Regions from separate parts of the Danio rerio genome. Here region 1 is linked to region 2. Evidence: chromatin contacts called from public HiCAR-type data. All regions are on one chromosome and are shown on one strand. The core of a region is the stretch at or near the end of the contact, and the rest is flanking DNA. Distances in the headings are between cores, read along the strand shown.

The links. HiCAR-type assays count read pairs that join an accessible place to other places.
Region 1: a contact with region 2 is called in a HiCAR-type map of caudal fin, with 4 times the contacts expected there. The contact joins two enhancer-like sites. A contact is called at or near these places in 1 of 18 Hi-C or Micro-C datasets (caudal fin) and 1 of 4 datasets of contacts at active chromatin or transcription factors (caudal fin).

The regions. Positions count from the first base shown.
Region 1 is chr23:31,986,091-31,992,531 of GRCz12tu, reverse strand. casz1 (castor zinc finger 1) reads left to right here. Exons shown (of 24, transcript XM_073939087.1): 6 at 4,447-4,509. Among named protein-coding and RNA genes, the nearest start is that of si:dkey-246i21.1, 200 kb to the left of the region's middle. Within about 2 kb of position 1,786, at least 5 of the 62 cell types and tissues checked have an H3K27ac peak or open chromatin away from gene starts, as enhancers often do. A contact at or near this core is called in caudal fin, where this site is marked.
Region 2 is chr23:31,769,564-31,775,680 of GRCz12tu, reverse strand. All of the region lies in intron 2 of pex14 (peroxisomal biogenesis factor 14), which reads right to left. Among named protein-coding and RNA genes, the nearest start is that of pex14, 34 kb to the right of the region's middle. Within about 2 kb of position 2,055, at least 7 of the 62 cell types and tissues checked have an H3K27ac peak or open chromatin away from gene starts, as enhancers often do. A contact at or near this core is called in caudal fin, where this site is marked.

The DNA of each region.
Region 1 (6,441 bases), core at 537-3,036, 220 kb before region 2:
ACAGACCACGACAAATGCCATGTTACGGCTTGCACAACCAGCAGAAATAGAATGAAAATACCTGTTGAAGTCTGCCTGGAGGTCTTTTTTTTTTTTGCAACTTTTTTATACCTTACATTATGCAATCTGTGGTGTAGATCCCTGGTATGTGTGGATTGTCTGAAAGCATAAGGCAGGTAGGGGAGAGATAGGGAATGCTAATGGCTTGTTTATTTTGCCTGTACGCTGCTATCCTTGAATACCATATTTGGATTTTGTTCTCACTTAGTGAGCTCAGACCCTTTCAAAGAGGTTCCAACACCTGTCCTGCTTATTGTGCCGGAATTTTCTATATTTGGCTTATAGTCAGACTCATTGGTTGGTACAAAGGGGAGACATTTGTCAAAGTCGACGACTGGGGATAGAGATTCTGACTTGTTAGGCTTTGAAAAAAGGGCAAAGAATAATTTCACACAGAAAATGTTTTCCATACAGTCATCGTAATAAATCAATCTGCAAAAACAAATGTTTACATTATATATATATATATATATATATATATATATATATATATATATATATATATATATATATATATATATATATATATAATAATTTTTTAAGTGTTTTATAACTTGTCCCCATAACTGTGTTTCTGCAACCAAAGGTAATCTTATCTTGGAAAGGAGGGAAGAAATTTTAATAATCGTAATTCAGATGGATTTGATTGTCTTGATAAGTAATCAGAGATTCATGATAAATAAGGGAACATTATGACTTCAGCACATCAGAGCACTGATTGTTCTGAAAGTGTCATGTCCATTGGACGCCCATCTGAGCTTCTCTACAGAGTGAAATAACCCACCCGGCCCTTAATTGTTTGGAAATATTGGAGGCCCCTTTTCACCTGCGTGTGCGCTCCCCTCTCCCCTGATTCATTTCAGAGAGCGTCCTCGGCTGCTGGAAAATGGCGTTAATTTTTTTATTACCTGTTTGACTCTCCAGCCTTATTACTGTAGCCCCTTAATGTTCTCCGTAACCGTGGAAACCAGATGAATAAACGTCCGCAAAAGAAAATGAGATGATTAAACAGGTCATCCTTGCAAAACAAATTCGCTTGGTCGAGCGCAATTTGTGTACCAAGCGCCTGTCTTAACAGTTTGCTAACAAGGGGATTGTTTGCAAGGGTAACGGGATAAGAGGGAAAAAATAAATAAATAAAAAACTGGGGAATAATGATAAACTAGCTCTGAACATGAAATAATCTGTTTGGAAAAAAATATTATGGTTGGGGAAAATAAAGCAACTTAATTGCTTAAAAGCCTCTGTGTCTTTGACATCTTTTTTGCCCATAGAAGGAATTTGCCAATGTGCTTAACGCACACTTGGCTCAAGCACACACGTTACAAATCCTCCAGTATTTGAATAGTTATCTCCTATTTAAGGTATAGACTATACATTCCTGGAGGTATGTGGATAGTACGCAAAGACAGCGAACAAGATTCATGTCATAACGGCGGACCGTCTCGTACGGCACACCTCCTGGCTCCATCTTCGGACCCTTTAAGTTTTAATGCTTTCTCCTCCACCCTTCCTCTCTTCCTTTTCTCCCATAGTGCACTTGTTTTGACCCCTTTTGTGCATATTTAACAAGCAATATTTCATCTCACTATGATAGTTTGGTCGCTCTCATCCCTGTAAATAAGAGACTTGCTTTTGCCGATTTAGATATGTAAAGATAGGGCAGAATCCCAGGCCTGAATTAAAGCTATGTCTGTGTTCACAGCGAGACCGCTAATGACAAACGGTGGCCATGCCGTGGTGATGTTGTTTATGGAAGTACGCCACTCAAGGGTGTTGGCTGTTTACACTGAAGCTCCACTTTCCCTCATTCTTAAAAAATAAGCCCTCCTCTGATCATCTTTTGCGTTTGTTTCCCCCTCCCGAATCGAGGGGGTGTGGGTTGGTACTGGATTCGAGGTCTCTCGGGGCGAAAGCGTGGCACATTTTGAGAGAGTGCTGCTGCCCCAGCACTGGGGTGTGTGTGTGGCAGAAACTGAAAAGCACTCGTGCATTATTGATGTTTTAATTTGTGCAAATGCCCGAGTCTTTGTTAAGTGATTATAGAGCTGTAGAGATAAGAGACAGGTACTTTGGGCAGAAACAAGAGCTGGTGCCCACTTTGCTGGCCTAGTTTAGGTGCATTGCTTGGCAAGGTTCAGCACAAAAATGTCAACGTGTCAAAGATATATGAGAAAAAAAAGCACTGTTGATCTTTTGTACTTTTTTCCAAACTACACCTCTCCCATTTATGGTAGAGTTTTATAGATCTTTTACATCCCTTATCAAAAATTATTTGATGTAAATATAATAGAACTGACCTGAAAAGCCCCATAAGCAAATATTGTGTGTGTCACGCCAGCAGCTGACCTTGGGAAAGAATGCAAAGTTATAATACCTCACGCTAGAACAACAAACCCATAAAATAATGCTACACAAAGTGAGCTGGTTTAGGTAAATACGAGAGAAGGACTTCGCTTTTTTCAAACCTTGATTAACAGGAACACGAGATCATAAAGTTTTCCATGACGTGCCTCATTGCTGTTGTAACTGGCAGACGGTTTGTGCTGCCTTTATCATTGCTGGGCACAAAAAGAGTGAATCAACAGGAAAAGTGAAATGTTGTATTTATGCTGTCATTCAAAACACATGCACAAGTGCAAAGTCGCTTTTTCGAATGAGAATGATCATGGGGTCAATAATACTGGAGGGTGTTTTTTACTTCTGTTTTTTGTGTGTTTAGAATAGGTGTGTCTGTGAAAAAAAACAAAGCAATAATAAGGCAATTATTATCATGTGGATATGTATATTGTTACTGCACAATTGCTCATAATAATAATGATAATAAATAATAATAATAATAATAATATTAATTAATAATAATAATTGTTATAAGAATGACTATAAAATAATAATTAAAATAAATTTTGTTATTATTATTATTATCAAATAATTAAAACTTTTTTTACTGTTTTTTGTGTTTTTAGAAAAGGTGTGTCTGTGAAAAAAAAACAATAAAATGAAAGTATAATTGTCACGTGGTAATATATATTGTTATTGAATAATTGTTTATAATAATAATAATAATAAAAAGAAGAAGAAATATTATTATTATTATTATTATTATTATCATCATCATCATTATCATCATTATGATCATTATTGTCAAATTAATTATAAAAATAATATAATTTATGCACATGTTTGTTTGTAACTTCTGCTTTCATTGACATCATATAGAATATTTTAAAGCACGTTCCCCTCACACAGCCCGTCATCCTGTTGAAATGAATCAATGTGCAGTTTGCACTCATCGGGCACAGCATGAATGAGGCCGAGAGAAACAAGCGCATAGCTGAAAGCTCTCGCAGCTTTAACAGGGAGCCTGTCTTTCATTCTGACCCACACACTCTTACAGACGCAGCGCTGGTGGCTACTTCCACTTACCGCTCTGGAAAAAAAAAAGGCTCGCCACGTCCCATTTCCACTGAAATCTGCATTAAACCTGTCTCATGAGGGCCACTGGCTTAGTATGGGAAATGAAAAGATATGTCGTCTCAGGTGGGATGAGAGAAAGGAAGATGTTAGTTCTGAAATTTAGGGTTTCAGTTCGCTGTGCAATCTGACCCCACTTGAAAACAGAACGAAATGTCCTTCATACTAAATAGGCACTTGAACCAATAGGGCTGAAATGAGTGTATAGTAATAGACTTTATGATATTTGAAAGCGGTGTTTTGCAGAAGTAAAAGAAATCTCCCCTCCCCAGGGTGAAAGCTGAGCCCGCGCAGGAAAGTGAGCCTCTATTTTAACGTGTTTCTCTGTGACAGATGACATTTAGCCCATCTATTGGATCGCATATCTCACATTATCTCTTATTTCACTAAACCCAGGCTTAATTAATAATTGATGCAAATGATATAATACCACTGATAGAGAAGAAGAGAATAATCTTCGGAATTATGTTTATTTCATGTTTTTGTCTTAGAAAGAAAGTTTTTTTTTTTACTTAATTATTCGGGTGCATAATAAACTAGCACAGAAAAAAGCATTCTTACACAGAATATTATACTTTTTTTTCTTACATTTTGACTGTATGTGTTTGGTGGAAACTTGATTCACTTCTGGTAAGCAGGCGCTGTATATTCTCAGCCTGAAATGTATACTGTATGTGGTGTGCATGTTGAGGCAGTAAAGGTTTTATTTGGTTCCTGTGCACCTAGAATGTTCTGCGCTTTCTCAGCGGCTCACAAAGAGCAGTTATGTGCTGTAATTAACATTTCGGCGGAGTTATATCACTTTGCCTCTATTTTGTAATCAGCAAAGGTTTTCTGAGGTGAAAATACTGACATATCCCAATAATTAGAGACTGAAGTACACTTTTTATGATGTGCATATTTCCCAACCAGGAACTGGGCGAGAGAGGGCTGAAGCAAGAGAAAAGATAGAAGAAGAGAAAACAACATGTTTTGGCAAGTTGTTTTACATATCAACATTTTTTTTTGTGTGTGTGTGTGTGTGCGCTTTGAAATTCGTTCTCTGTCAGTGGTGAGCTGCCATATAGAAGATGCATTAAAAGTGCCATAACTCGCATAACCCAGCCGGGCTAAAATCAATTGGAATGGATAGTTAAGCTGGCGCTAAAAATCAATGAGCAATTCATGTCCTTGATCATACTGTGTCATTTCTCTCAATGTTAGAGCTCAAAGCTTAGCAGAGCATGACCAGCCCTCCCTTTGCGCATTACAATACATATAAGTATCCATATTTCTTTGTTTGTGTTGCAAATGCGTGCATATTTCTACCTGCTTTCTTTGCAAGCCAAGTGCACAGTTGTGCTGGCCTCTGCCACGCGTGCTGTAGGAAGAATATCCCGAGTAAGAGAAATCTTATCTGGCCAATCTTGGCTGAACTGGATGAGTTGCTATCTCAATCAAACACTTAAAAATAGCTGAGGGTCAAATTTCAATGATCATAGTCTTCTTGGCCTCTCAAAATGTTGCAATCAATTTGCATGGCATACCGAGCAATGGGAAGTCTACCCGTCCGCAGGTCCTGTAACGGAGGGGCTGGGGGCAGGGACATGGCCAGACAGATTAGGAAGATGAAAAGTCAGTGTTTCAAAATAGTAATTTTGTCCTTATTAATGCCATTAGTGTAACAGTCAGCATGCATCAAATCAAAGGAGAAGAGGAGTAGCTCAGTCCCTTGTCTCGGCACTGTGACGGGACTGTGTCTAGAGCGATTTGAGCATTTTGTGTTGACGGATGAGGGTCTAATCTCTAGTCTTTGCTAAACAATGCAGTATGTCTTTCTGATGCCTGTGTTTTGAAACAAGTTCTAGGGAAGGCAAAATGTCAGTTTAATCAAATGTATAAGGGATAATGTATTCGGTAATCAATACTTCTCATACCATTTGTTTACCTCACTATTACCTTTATTCGAAAAGTCAAATTTTTAAGAAGTAAATCTTGTAAAACCTACTCCTTGTTTTTACAAAAACTCTAAAATGTAACCATTCAGAGCTTGTTGCTTTTTCTTTTAGATTTTGGGTTGACTGAACGTGAAATAATCTGAGATTACGGCACAAAATGATATCACTCACATCATCAGTCGTGTAATTATCATGCAAGAACGAGTGCAAAATGAAGGGACGCGAATGGACACAGTCATCCACGACGGGTATGTGCTGCTGTTAATAACGCAGGCCTGTTATTGAACACAGTTGTGATAAAAGATGACTACAAATGACATTTCTGAGTCCAAGACCCGATGGAATCGATGTCCGTTAACAGGCTCGTGTCCACACGAGAGAAACCTTAAAGCCACCTCCTCCCATGCGGCATTTGGTATGTGGCTATGGATATTTTTCAACCCCCCCTCCCTCCTTTTCAGTTGGTATAATTTGTTACGTGTTTGTGTAGCCTTTCAGAGAGCAGTTGTTTGGCACAACAGGTGTGGCTCTTGTGCCTTTTTTTCTGACTAATGTTGCAAAGGGCACTCAGTCATAGGGTGAATGCTTTGGATTTAAAGCAAGGGCCTTCAAACCAGTTGTCTTCTGGGATAGAAAAAGCTGGTGATCTGAGTGCACATGGGCAGTTGGCTCCCAGAGGTGAGATGTACTGGAGCAGCTGGCCCTTTTTTTTAAGGGGAGGATATTTTTTCCCCTTGTTTCCAATAAAACATAAATAAATGTTTGTGACCACTGACTAGGCATGGGACGATACCTGTTTTCAAGGTATACTGCGATTTGGAAAAGTCAGGGTTTAAAAAAATGCAAATATTTCTGTTATACCACTCTTACGGTATATCTAAAATAGGTTTTAGGGTTTTTTTAGGCAGAAAAGATATTCAAAGATGCCGTTTTAAATGATAAAGAAATCAGTGTTTTTGAAACTAACGAA
Region 2 (6,117 bases), core at 806-3,305:
AAATAAGTGAAGCTTATCATCTAAAAGGTCAGCTTGAGCTTTTAAAATAATGACTATATACAGCTATAAGTCAGAATTGTTAGTTAGTTAAGTTAACTAGGCAAGTTAGGGTAAATAGGGAAGTCATTGTGAATATTCCTACAAAAGAAAGTTGAACAAAAGAACATTTTTTTCAGAATTTTTATCAGAGATTAACATTGCTGTAAACTTTATATAGATTTGTTTAACATATTGTACCATTTTTTTTAATCAGTGGAACGTGTAATAAAATGATATTTGGCAAAAATGTATTGTGTATGTATTTCATTATAAATTATATATTTTACATTTTATAAATGAGTAAATTTCATTAATAAATTTGAGTAAATGGTGATTTATTTGCATATATTATAAAAGCACATTCCGCTAATAATATTAAATTCAACATCTATCACTCAAAAAAACTAGTAATTTTCACATGATTCATTCAAGTGGTTTTTGTTGAAAAATAGATATGAGTAAATGGTGGTGGATTTGCTTAAATTATAAAAGCACATTCCGCTAATAATATTAAAATATATATATATATATATATATATATATATATATATATATATATATATATATATATATATATATATATATATATATATATATATTTTAATATATATATATAAATAAATTCACACACAGTTTTAAACATTATTTTGGGACATTCCTAAAAATAATAGCGTGAAATATGCATATATGAGAGAGAAATAGACAGAACGATGAAACTGTGGCCCCTGGAATCAGCAGTGGGGGGGCAGTACTTAGCCCGGCTCACCGCAAATATTCCAGCAGTAATCCAGTAATGGATACTTCCTCAGCTCCTCAATTGGTCAAAATGTTTTCATACAATAATTTAATTCAGAAACACTTTTACAAAGCAAGAGTAATCAATTTTAATTAGTTGATTTCCCCCCCCCAATTGTATAAAGTTTAATGTACTGCCATCGATCCTCTTTGTTCTTTAATGCAGTGCTGCTTTCCTGTAATTTGAGGCATTTTTTTTCTCTACTTTTACAGTCAATGATGACATTCGGTGACAGGCCGTGCAAAATGTCTCCAAGTTGCAAATGAACCCAGCATAAACACACACACACACACACACACACACACACACACACACACACACACACACATACACGCACACACTCTCTCTCTCTCTTAATACCAGCACAATTTATAACAAAACCAAAGGGAAACAAAACAAACATCCGATTTCAAGACAATCTAAAGGAAACGAAGCATAAATTAATAGCAGCCTATCATGACTTGGTGCCACATCCTAATAACACGTTGCGATCTGGCTCATAGATAAACACAAAGGCGGTCTTAAACCCGACGCTGGATCCTTGTCCTTCAATTTCAGAGACACTACCACCCTTCACATCCAATTAGCTAATTGAAGCAAAATGAAAACAGCACCAATGGCAACAACGCCGCACTCATGTCCAAAACGCACAATGCAGGGTTTATGGAGACGACGGAAGAGCCTTCTTGTCAGCTACGACTGCCATAACCCTGACGAGTGTCTTCTCGCTCTTCTCCAGATGCCAGCCTACCCATAAGCCCACATAAACATGCACGCAAAATCAGAGAGTACAATTTTACACCACCATCTCTTTCACTAAACAGTACACTGACAATTAAAAGGGAAATGTGCTTGCCTGTGGTTAGTTGATTAGGCATAAGCACAATATGACAGTGGCAGACAGATTGTGACATTCTGGTGACATTATCATCTCACGACGGCTCGTATTCAATGCTTATTGCACGTTGCGGATCAACAGTTTTGCAGTCTTCAAAAAGCAGAGGAATTGGTGACCCTCTCCTCAATGGCTTTAATGGACGCAGAAGTGGATGGAGAGGTTTAAGTGAAACAAATGCAGATAGTTGGTGTAGGAGGGGGCGGGAAAGGGGGAATAGAAAGTTTAAAGTAAGATCAGAGAAGGAAAGAGACAAAGACAGGGCAACCTGGTCTCCCATGCACAGCTCAAAAGATGAATACCACCATCTACTGGTTGAAAGGAGAAGCGCGGCACAATTGAGGTGGGGGCTCGTCCGTGTGAACCGACAGGCCTCACAGGCTGAGATAGTCAGAGCTGTCAGGAATGATTAGACGACAATGGAGCTCGCTTTTAAAGAGATCCTCTGACCACAATCAGAATCACATGACTTGGAAGAGCAGTGTTTAATGCAACGTTCAGATTAGAACCATGGCAAACTTTTATTAAAAACACCAATTCGGGTGTGCTTCTAGATAAACAAGAACATTTTAATTACTGCATTGACTTAGAATTGCATTTTTTTCCAAAGTTGTCTTTTGTTTTTCTTGCAAAATGGGTTGGAAGGGGGTAGAAAATAAAAGGGTTGCTGAGTGATTTATGCTTGTTGACTCATATAGAGAATTGCTGTTACTCAACTGAAGCCACAGAATCTGAGAAATGCTTGTCTGCGAGAATAATCGAGCATTTCTAAAGGTTCAGCCAGAATGTACAGGTTTTACTGCATAATTGCCCAAAGCATGTCTGCGGTGCGATTGTGCCACCCAGCCCTGTTCTCAAACCTGTGTATAAATCAGGAGAGCTTGCGTAAAAACTGTCTTGACCCTGCCCAAGCAACAATAACTATGAAAAACACCGAAACACAATGGAATGAACAAGCAGGGATCTGATCACACGCAAAACTTCAAACAAGATTGACAGATCAGACTGGCTTTCAAAAGGGAGGTTTTATAGTCACACCTTAAATGAATAGTTTTACCCAAAATGAAAAAAAGTTTCACCCTTTATGTCATTAAAAACTGTATGACTATGTGACTGTTTTGTCCATACAGTACATCGATGATCAGTTGGGTCCAAATGGGCTCCCACAATGTAAAGACGATAACATTATGAAAAGTTTGTATTCTTATTTTATGTTTGATTTAGGAATATGATTTTTATGTTGTGGGTGAAATTTTTCTAATCTGGATTCAGATTTCCCTAAAAGAATTCACCAGATATATGAGGGGAAAAATAGGTTAAAGATGGTAGAGTTTTAAAATAGTTACTTTTTAACTTTTTTTCTTTAAATTTACAAAACATACACTCACCGGCCACTTTATTAGGTACACCTGTCTAACTGCTTGTTAACGCAAATTTTAAATGAGTCAATCACATGACAGCAACTCAATGCATTTAGGCATGTAGACATTGTCAAGACGATCTACTACAGTTCAAACAGAGCATTAGAATGGGGAAGAAAGGTGATTTAAAAGACTTTAAACTTGGCATGGTTGGTGCCCGAAAGGCTGGATTGAGTATTTCAGAAACTGCTGATCTACTGTGATTTTCATGCACAACCATCTCTAGGGTTTACAGAGAATTGACCAAAAAAGAGAAAATACCCAGTGAGTGGCAGTTCTGTGGGCACAAATGCCTTGTTGATGCCAGAGGTCAGAGTAGAATGGCCAGACTGGTTTTAGCTGATATAAAGGCAACAGCAGCTCAAATAACCACTTGTTACAACTGAGGTATGCAGAAGAGCGTCTCTGAATCCACAACATGTCAAACCTTAAGGCGGATGGGCTACAGTAGCAGAAGACCACACAGAGTGCCACTCCTGTCAGCAAGAACAGAAAACAGACAAAAATTTGCACAGGCTCGCCACAATTGGACAATAAATAGGAAAAACATTGCCTGGTCTGATGAGTCTCGATTTCTGCTGCGACATTCAGATGGTAGGGTCAGAATTTTGTGTCAACAATATAAAAGCATGGATCCATCCTGCCTTGTATAAACAGTTCAGGCTGGTGTTGGTGGTGTAATGGTGTGGGGGATATTTTTTGGAACACTTTGGGACCATTTGTACCAAATGAGAATTGTCAATGCCACAGCCTACCCGAGTATTGTTGCTGACCATGTCCATCCCTTTATGACCACAGTGTACTCATCTTTTGATGGCAACTTCCAGCAGGATAACGCTTCATGTCATAAAGTGCAAATCATCATCAGACTGGTTTCTTTAACATGCCAATGAGTTCACTGTACTCAAATGGTCTCTACAGTCACCAGATCTCAATCCAATAGAGCACCTTTGGGTTGTGGTGGAATAGGAAATTTGTATTATGAGGGTGAAGCTGACAAATTTGCAACAACTGCGTGATGCCATCATGTCAATATGGACTAAAATCTCATATGAATATTTCCAGTATCATGTTCTGGCAGTTCTGAAGCAAAAAGAGGGTGGGACCAACTCTGTACTAGTTAAGTGTACCTAATAGAGTTGCAAATTAGTGTATGTACACATGAAAAAATATATTTAAAAAAAATACAAACATATTTTTTATTCATTTGTTTTTTTAACAGCCAAAAATATTATTAGGCACATTGTGCAACACCTCAGTGTCAAAACATTGCAGGTATTAATAATAAGAATTAATAAAAATATGCATCGTGTGTTAACCAGCATTTATGATTGTCGTTTTGCACGTCAAACTGAACTGACCCATAAAACGTTTGCAAGTAAAAGTGAACGTGAATTATTACAATCTAAAATAGCTTTGTTGCAGTATAAGATGCAATATGTGCTCAATACGCAAGGCTCTCCATGAGTCTTTGCTGTGGCCGGAGGTGACCCTTGCTGGCTTTATGGGCCACGAGGATCCAGACGTACGCGTGCGTGTGTGTGTGTGCGTGTGTGTGTGTGTGTGTGTGTGTGTGTGTGTGTGTGTGTGTGTGTGTGTGTGTGTGTGTGTGAGTTCTGCTCCAGTGTCACAGCATGGCGTGTTGGAGCCCAGGGGCTGCGCTGGCAGGCCACTCACTGACAGACACACACCTGCTCTGACATTTCCTGCCGACCTTGACTGAGGAAAAACACATGACAATACATCTCTGCTGAATCCAAGAGACGATCAGCCCTCTGTCTTACTCTATACCCAACTTCTTTAAAGCAACAGTTCAACCAAATACTGGAATCCCTCTATCTCATTACTCATGCTTGTGTCATTTCAAACCCATGACGAATAAACTAAAATGTGCATCTTTGATTTTTTATTATTTATTTATTTAACTGTGACTGAATCAAGTCAGTGAGTCACCCTTTGGATCCAGTTCAGATTACAAATCATTTAGACGGTTTGTGAAATGATTCATTCAAAAACAACCATTTCTGAATTATGAACACATAATTCAGACGCTGCTCTTTACGTGTGTTTTTAACAGCTTTGAACACGCCAGGTTCACAAACACACCATACACTGTCAAAAATGATATGAGAAACAGCCTTCACAACAAAAGCTTTTATGCTTTTATGTTTTACAACTTATTTTAATAAGCTACTTTTTTAAGATATACAAAGTATAACTGATGTAAGTTGAGATGACTGGAAAAGGCCAGTTGATTTACACCAAATTATTTAAGGTAGTAATAATTTTTGTACAGTGCATCTTTCTAAAGTTTTGGGTCAGTAAGATTTGTGTTTTGTTTTGGTTTTCTCCTGGTCAACAAAGCTGCCTTTACTAACGAAACATTCAGCAAAACTGCAATACTTCTGTGTGGAGTTTGCATGTTCTCCCCACGTTTCCGTGGGTTTCCCCCACAGTCCAAACACATGCGGTACAGGTAAATTGGGTAGGCTAAATTGTCCATAGTGTATGTGTGTGAATGAGTGTGTATGGATGTTTCCCAGAGATGGGTTGCAGCTGGAAGGGCATTTCTTTGTGGAGTTTGCATATTGTCCACGTGCGCATGGATTTCCTCTGGGTGCGTTGGTCTCCCCGACAGGCCAAAGAAATGTGATATAGGTGAACTAAATATGTCGTAGTGTATGAGTGTGAATGTAAGAGTGTATGGGTGTTTCCCAGTGTTGGGTTGCAGCTGGAAGGGCATCCTCTGCGTAAAAATATGCTGGATAAGTTGGTGGTTCATTCCGATGAGGCCACCCCTGGTTAATAAAGGGGCTAAGTCGAAAAGAAAATGAATGAATGTAAATATAATATAATATAGTGGTGGCATGTTGGCTCAGTGGTAAGCACTGACGCCCCACAGCAAGGAGGTCACTGGTTTGAGTCCTGGCTGGGTCAGCTGGCATTTCTGTGTTGAGTTTGCATGT